Linked DNA regions of Mus musculus: region 2 is linked to region 1. Evidence: chromatin contacts called from public HiCAR-type data. All regions are on one chromosome and are shown on one strand. Each heading gives the region's core, a stretch centred on a gene start, on an enhancer-like site or on the middle of the called end of the contact. The rest is flanking DNA. Distances are from core to core; before and after follow the strand shown.

What was found. HiCAR-type assays count read pairs that join an accessible place to other places.
Region 2: a HiCAR-type map of astrocytes shows a contact between it and region 1, with 2.3 times the contacts expected there. The contact joins two enhancer-like sites. A contact is called at or near these places in 3 of 39 promoter capture datasets (cranial neural crest, hippocampal neurons and liver), 1 of 115 datasets of contacts at active chromatin or transcription factors (astrocytes) and 1 of 9 other capture datasets (embryonic stem cells).

Annotation. Positions count from the first base shown.
Region 1 is chr1:72,716,609-72,720,846 of GRCm38.p6, reverse strand. No RefSeq gene overlaps it. Among named protein-coding and RNA genes, the nearest start is that of Rpl37a, 7.5 kb to the right of the region's middle. Within about 2 kb of position 1,781, at least 24 of the 459 cell types and tissues checked have an H3K27ac peak or open chromatin away from gene starts, as enhancers often do. A contact at or near this core is called in astrocytes, where this site is marked.
Region 2 is chr1:73,543,891-73,548,073 of GRCm38.p6, reverse strand. No RefSeq gene overlaps it. Among named protein-coding and RNA genes, the nearest start is that of C530043A13Rik, 16 kb to the right of the region's middle. Within about 2 kb of position 2,448, at least 8 of the 459 cell types and tissues checked have an H3K27ac peak or open chromatin away from gene starts, as enhancers often do. A contact at or near this core is called in astrocytes, where this site is marked.

The DNA.
Region 1 (4,238 bases), core at 532-3,031:
AACGTCTGTGTTTTCCTATAAGAAAGGGCTCCCATTCACACCACAGACCAGAGGTCCCATTACCACTGCAGCCCTCTGCCCGTGCTGATGATACACCCCAGTGCCCTTCATTCGTGGCTCCCTACCATGCCTGCCTTTGAGCCACAAGGTTCTTACGCCCTCCCCAGTCTTCCACCCCTCCCCTCGAAGCCCAGCTCCCAGCTGATCTTGGCCTTGACTCATTGGTGCTGACTCAACAAAGAAAAGCAGACCCCTCCCTTGGGCAGCTGGACAGTGGAGCAGGGCCAGAGTCTGCAGGAGTGGGCAAGAAGGCAGGCAAGAGGCGGGGAATCCATCAATCAGCTTGTCACCAAGTCTTTGCTGAGCCCCCCTGAAGACTTGGTCCCACGCCGAGTTGCACAATGGGGGTCCAGAGAAAGAGGGAAAAAAGACAGGAGCCTTCATTTGGTTCTACAGCACTTTAGGGGCTTGAGTTTGGAGACCACAAAGCACAGTGTCACCTTGCCCACTGTCACACAGAGGTGGAGGTCACATGTTGAAAGGAAAAGCCAGCTCTAGTGTCATGTGTGCAGGGAAGTGAGAAGGCAGCACCCAAGGAGGGTCTTGAAGCTGCATTTCCAAGGCTTTGGGCACAAGGTCATGTTAGCTGAGATGGGAGAAGGATGAATGGAAACTGGTGATTTTAAAGCTCCGAATCATTATTAGCCCCCACATCCCTCCCTTACCAGCCTGCTGGCGATGGGGCACTGACTGCCTTTTCAGTCAAAGCACTGTTTCGGGGCTGGAGAGATGGCTCAGCGGTTAAGAGCACTGACTGCTTTTCTGAAGGTCCTGAGTTCAAATCCCAGCAACCACATGGTGGCTCACAACCATCTGTAACAAGATCTGAAGCCCTCTTCTGGAGTGTCTGAAGACAGTTACAGTGTACTTACATATTATAAATAAATCTAAAAAAAAAAAAAAAAAAAGAGCACTGTTTCTACATGTCCCTACCACAATGAACTGCTGTATTACTGAGCAAAAAGATTTACTTATTTTATGTATATGAGTGCTCTAACATATACACCTGCATTTCAGAAGACGGCATCAGATCTTGGTAGAAATGGTTGTGAGCCACCATGTGGGATTTGAACTCAGGACATCCGGAAGAGCAGCCAGTGCTCTTAACTGCTGAGCCATCTCTCCAGCTCGAGCAATTTTTTTTTAAAGATTTTTTTTTATGTGTGTGAGAGTTTTGCTTATACCTAAGTACATTACCTGTGTGCAATGGACCATACATCCTATCATAGTCTTTTAATTGTATATTCTCATTGGATCCCCCAGAGTTGGAATTACAGGCCATTATCAACCATGTGGGTGTTGGGAATTGAACCCAGGTCCTTTGGAAGAGCAGCCAGTGCTGTTAATCTCCAAACCATCTTTGAAGCCCAACAAAGTAGGTTTTAAACTCTCCTTGCACACACAGAGCAGGCAAAGGGCCATAAGGGATGAGAGTAATGGGACCTGGCGTGAGGAAGGCTGCATTTGGAATCCTAAAGCCCTAGCTAGAGATTGGAATCCTCACACCACTTCTTATCCCCGACACAGCTCATTCCCAGTGCTCAGTCATTCAGTTCCTGGGTTTTGCTGGCCTCCGCTCCTGAGGAGAAAGGGCATGCATCTCACTGGCCTTTGGAAGCAGCAGGGCTGTTGGTGTGCTGTGGCCACTCTCATCAGGGAAGTCATACCTGTGCACGGAACAAAGTTAAGAGCGGGAGAAAGAGAAGCACTCTGATCCCTCCAAGTCCTCTCAGCCTCAGCAAGGGCTCCCCCTGCTGTTCACTACCTACACTCCTTTTGCCTGCCCCGGGTTAATCAGCAGAATCCCAATGGCAGTTTCTTAACAGTGTCTTATGTAGTGGCACTTTCTCTCCAGCCTGTCTGTAGTGGCCTTTTAGCGTTATATACTTATCACTTGCTGAGACTGGCCTCCAACCATCAAAACCCCTCACAGATACCACTCTGTACCTTGGTTTCTTTATCTATAGAGAACAAAGCTCTTCTGTTGCCCAAGCCAGTGAACGGGGAGGTGAAGTTGAAGCACGGAACTCCTTGTGGACTTCATTCTTTCCCCATTCAATGACTCTCTTCAAGTAGAAAATCTTAGAGTTTTTGTCATCTATAAAAGGGGGAAAGAATTCCATTAGGTTCTTGAGTTTGGAGCAATTAAAAGAGGAAGAAGTGCTGGGGAAAAGAAACCTGATGACAGGCCGAGTGTGGTGGTGTAAGCCTTTAATCCCAGCACTCGGGAGGCAGAGGCATGCGGATTTCTGAGTTCGAGGCCAGCCTGGTCTACAGAGTGAGTTCCAGGACAGCCAGAGCTACACAGAGAAACCCTGTCTCGAAAAAACAAAACAAAACAAAAAAAAAAAAAAAAAAAAAAAAGAAAAAAGAAAAAGAAACCTGATGACACAAAGGTCTTACTAGCTACAGTACAACGAAGCATGGAGCATGTGGGTCCAGGACTGGCTAGACATGCAGGACTCAAGGCATGTGTGCCTCTAGCTACCCCAGGCTGGGAAGTGCTGGGTCTTAAATAGATGTGTCTACCTCAGACCCTTGGAACACAGCCTGGATCATGCTAAGGGAATGAGTTAGGTATTTCTAGGCCCTGCCCCCCAAAGCTAATTGGGACACAGGGAATAAAACATGGCAGTATACAAGCAGAACAGGACTGTTGAGTTGAAAGCATAGTTGCTTGGTGGAGAAGGTGAGGTATAAATTACTTAAAGAGCAAGGTGTGGCAGAGTTTGCCTGTAACTCAGCATTCAAGAGGGCTGAGAGGCAGGAAGATCAAAAGTCCCAGGTCAGTCTGGGCTACAGGACGAGACCCTGTGTAACCACCACCACCATGATCGTAACAAGTATACAAACATACCCAGTTAAATGAGCACAGAACAAGCCTCCAAAACTTAGAACATCAAAAAAAGATACATGTAATTCCAATAAATCAGTAAGCACTGGTCTTATTGAGTGGACAGTTTCACGTGTGCACGTGGGTGTAAACTCAGAGCACAAACAGTCCGACTCCACGGGCATCCCTCAAGCTACACTTCCAGAGCCTACCACTAACTCCATCCAGAAACAGGGGTCTCCTGACATCACTGTAACCTCTTGGCACCCTTTTTGGACCAGAATTTGCTTATCGCTCCCACTCTGCCTCTGTCAATACTATAGCTACAAAACCCAGAGTATGACAAAGTTAGTTAAAACATCCCTCCTGTACTGACGTTTTCTCCTGATGAGTCTAACAACATGGACAGAGACGTGGACACCCTGATCAGAGAAACACCTTCTTAGTCCACAGTGTTTATGTATTGTATGGTGCATTTTCACTGCAAAAAGTTTTTTACAATTTTTAATTCTTAAAGTTCTTCCCCCCTAACTAGCAGCTCTAGGAAATACACTCAAGACTATCCTAATTGTGTACTCGTGGGGCATCTGTCTCAGATGGCCTAAGACTAACTCTTTTAGGTTTAATTCTTTACCTAGTCAGCTAGGTTACATTCTGACATGGTGGAATTAATAAAGAACTTAGCACTTACTAACCTGTAACTACATATGCTAATATGCATTTGTGAGGGTTCTCTGACCTCTCAGAATTCTAGACTGCTCCGTCCTTTCCTGCTTACTCAGTAGCGCCCCCTGGTGTTCCATACGCTTGCAGTCAACACATGACATTTTTATGCTTTGCTCAAGGGAGTAACATCTGTCGATAAGTATTTTTGTGATTAGAGATAGACTCTCAAAGAATTTGTGTAAAATGTCTAGGTTCCAAGGTCAAAGTGCACTATATAACGGTATTGGCAACCATATCATATGCTAAGAGGGTAATCTCTAAAGCCAGCTTACAAAATAAATTACAGACACATTGATACACAAGCAGTAATTATTGTCTTTCCCTTTTAAATTTTTAGGCATACCTCAACATCTAATACCAACATACAAAACCAAATAAAGTGGAAAGTCACAAAGAGGGAGGTAGCTCCAGCCTAGCATGGAAAAATGTTTCCAAGTGTTGAAACATTCTCACATTTTTCTTTTGCTTGGCATAGTCACGTTTAGAATTCAGCTTCCAAGCTGGGCATGGTGGCACAGACTTTTGATACCAGCACTTAGGAGACAGAGGCAAGCAGATCAGCCTGAGCAAAGAAACCCCATCTCCCGGCTTTGCTGGCTGGCCTTGTTCTTTGGCACCA
Region 2 (4,183 bases), core at 1,199-3,698, 830 kb before region 1:
CTGCTCATTGGCCCAGAGCATCATTCAAACCAGAGCTGTTGGCTGCATGCTCATGATGCTAATTAGCTACAAGAGGCACACACAGGAATCATTGCTGCTCAAGGCTGCTCAGCCCTCTTTGTGTCCTGCCTCTGTTGCGTCCCATTGAAATGTTCAACATTTGCTTCTCTTATCTCCGTGTTTGTTTGTTTGTTTGTTTGTTTGTTTGTTTTTATGTCAGCATATGGCACAGTAGTTGCACTCTTCACTCTGAACACCAAATACCTTACTTCCCTTTTCCTAAACCTCAGCAGTAGATCAGATCTCAGCATATACTCTCCCCTGGGCTTCCCCTTGTTCCCATTCTGGCTACCACACACCCCAGCTCCTCTGAGAGGTCTGGTGTGACTTGCCACCCAGGCACATGCCTTCATTTCCTGCATGGCTTGAATATGGCTTGAATTTCAAGTAGTATTGGTCATTAACTAAGCAATCACATTTGTATGTTTGTTTAATTTTTGTGGTTTTTTTTCCTCACTAGAATTTAAATATCTCTTCTAGAGTGGAAACATTCAATTTTTTGTGTGCACTCATATGAAATCCATATCTGGCTTGGAAGAGACGTTCAAAGATCCCATGTTGAACAGAGGTGGATTGAAGATGGGCTTTTGCAATGAACTAATCCTATAAAACTTGGTCTCTGCGCTCTGAGGACAAGGAGACTATAAAGCACCATACACAAGCCTTCTCATTGGCCCCTAGGCTCATATGCCCGGTATCATGAGGGAGAGCCATCCAATGATCGACCTTTGTGGCAATCGCCAAGGTCTCTCCCACATTCTTGATCCAACAGTGAGCTTACTCTATCACTGCTAAATCAGGCTCCTTTATAGCCACTCCAAAGCAGAGTGGCCTTTTCTCCTGAGTCACTTAGTGAGAGGTGCATGCCTTCACCCGCTGCCTGCTAATTCCCTCTGCATAACTTCTGAGTTCCCATTTCTCTTTTTCTGATCTCTCTGTCCTGGAATTGCAGAGGCCCTGGAGAGGGTCAAGAGTCTCCTGGAGAGCCAAGAGAGAGGGTGACTTATTTCATGTTTTTATAAGTGTAGGGGTGGGTTTCCAGTTTGGATCTTCTGTCCCACTGGAGTGTACTTATTCTCATCTGCATATGTTGAGCTTCAAGGCTCCCTGCCATTCCATTTTAGCCATACGTTCCTCCCCCCACCCCCCATGTCCACTTCCTGTTATTTGCTAATCTCATGAACTGTTTCCTGATCCTTTTCCACACTTCTCAGCCCTGCGCCCTGCATTCAACCCCTGCCTTGTGGCCACCTGTAAAGACCTGTACCTGTCTCTCTCTGTTCCAAAATTCCTCTGCACCAGCCAATCATTACTCAAAGCTTTCCCTGCAAGGGAATATTATTTCTTCACTCTCCCTGGTTTTTCCTACCAGACTCATTCCAGTCATCCTCCGACATACTGTCTGTCAGTCTGTTTGTCTGTCCACATTTACGGGACCCTAACATGTCCAGACATGACTAGGCATCATGTTTTTGAGCCTCCCTTTATACTTCCCATTTGATGAAAGTGTCTTCCAGGTTTTAAAATCTGTGGGTTTTTGTTTGTTTGTTGTTTTGTCTTGTTTTTGTCAAGTCTCAACGGGAAAGAGGGTGTCTATATTTTGTTTATTTGTTTAGATTTTTAAATTTTATTTTACGTGTTAGTATTTTGCCTGCATGTATGTATGTGCACCATATGTGTGGTGTGCCTGGTACCCACAGAGGTCAGAAGAGGGCATTGGCTCACCTGGAATTGGAGTTGTAACTCCAGTTGTGAGCCTCCATATGGGTTCTGGGAAGCTAACTCAAGGACTCTGTGTAAGAACTACAGGGATTCTTAACTACTGAGCCATCTCTCCAGCTCCTATACTTTGTTTAAATAATTTCTTTTCCCTTTCTGGGGCACACAAGTAGAGTAGAAATTGGAAGGCCTTAGTGAACTATCGCGACCCCATACTAATTCCTGCTTGTCCCCCTCCCCACTCTGACTTCTGTGCCTCCTTTCCATAGCCAGGCAGCTAACGCGTTGCAACTCAGAAATGACCTCCAGCCAACCAAAAACCCCTTCTGCTGCACAGCGTGGCAGAGGAAACAGGAGGTGGCAGACCAGAAGAGGGAAGAGTCTCTGCCCTCAGGGGTCTTACAATTTATTAGAGAAGCAGACGTAAAGGAAAACACAGCAAGGTGGTGGAAGGAAATGGCTTGGCAGGCCAGGAGTCTTGGCTCTTGGGTCTTTGTTTCACCCACCACTGACTCTTCTGGCAACTGTCTAGGAATATTTCAGAGTTGCTTGGGTAGAGCCTGAGAATGAATCAAACGTCTCTTTTCATCGACCCACCAGGGCTGGCTGAGAGCTATGACGATCATTCTGTCCATTCCTGGCCCCTAGGCCAGACCACATCAATTCAGCCTGCTCAGCCAGGGCTAACTCCTGTTTCCAAACCTCACCGGAGATGATCCTGCCCAGCACTGTCTACTTTTCCTGCTCTGGTGGTTTTGAGCCTTGGAAATGAATGGCTAAGCCCGGCTGCATTCCTTGGACGGCCTGAAGCCTTGCATATTTTTCAAGCCCTCTTGGAGAGGAAATTCAAGGGGATCTAGAGGCAAAGGCTTATGTGGGGAGGTGCAGCCAGAGTCAGCTTTTTCCACTGGGCCATTCAGCTACATCCTGACTGTGTTCCAGCGTAGGAAAGGGGTTCCCATTTGCAAAAGGATGAATGTCGGTGTTTGACTTCTTGCTGTATTGGGGTCCAGAAGCCCTGGCAGAGAAAACCTAATTTAATTTGGAAAAAAAAACAAACAAACAAAAAAACAACCTTTGAATTCCACCTGCCTGCTCAATTGTCAGCACTTTTTCCTCTTCTGCCCACCTCTCTGTGTGGGATTGCAGTCTGCCAGGACTGGCCTCATTAACAGAGCCATCTCTGCTTGGGTCCTCAGGTTCTACTGTCTATCCTACTGGATGGGATGCTGACAGCTTATATCACTCACTGCTGCTGTACACTAAGGCTCTACAGGGAAGGAGCAGTGGTCTATGGGTGAAGTTGTCATGTCAAGGGGACAGAGTATGGCTGAAAGGCTGAGGTTTAAACGTTGTTAGAAGAGATCCTTTGATATATAATTATATATATATATATATAATTCTTATATATTCTTTGATATATACATACATATATGTATATATATATATATATATATATATATATATATATATATATACATATATGTATGTATATGTAAGATGTCTCTATTGTGGAAAATTCCATTCCTTCCAGATTATTTTAGGGCCCCCAATTCTGAATGGCTGAACTTTGCAGAGCTTGATGGCTAACCATCATGGAAAGTGTGTAAGAACTGGTCAGCACATGATGCTGTGTCTTCAACCTAGGGAACTGATCCTCCTCAATGCTGTCCTGCAGTCTCAGGCACTGGGAATAAGAAAACAAGTGCCTCTGCCTTGGCAAGGGCAAGGCTCCTAAGGACCGCAAAGCTCATGCTGGGCTTGTGCATCATCAGGGAGTCTGTCACTTCTGGGGGATAACTTCCAGGAAGGCTGTAAAGCCAGGAACAAGACAGCAAATGCCTGGAGAGAAAATGGGGATAGAGAGTGAACAGTAGGTGTATGCAGAAACCTCAGCAAGAAATGTGTGCCTTGCAAACAAAAACAGTAGGCAGTTATTAGCTAAAGAGGCATGAAGTGAGAAGGGAGGATAACTTCCATGTGTGCTTTCAGATGGACATAACCTGAGTCTTAGCATATCCGTGTTCTGGGTCTTCTTGTGTTGAGATCCACCCTTACCCTTGGCCAACTGGTGTCTCTGCTTTCTGGCAGCTGACATTTCTTGATCATGTTGAGTTGTCCCTAGCTTCCACTTGGGTTTGGCTCATAGGAGCCCAGAAAGTGGGGACTGACGGGAGGGAAACCTCTTCCCCTTTCTTTCTCAGTTTGAGGCTCAGCAGTGTGCTGGGTCATTTTGTCAAACGCTGGGATCCTGCAGCACAGGTGAAGTGATCTACCTACAGTCCTTGTTCTCTCTCTAGCTGCTTCTTTGGCCCTAGGGGTGTCAAGGAATCCCTTCTCCTTGTCTCCTGACATGCTTTTCTGATGTCCCTTGCCTCAGTCCACATCCTGGCAAGTTCCTCCT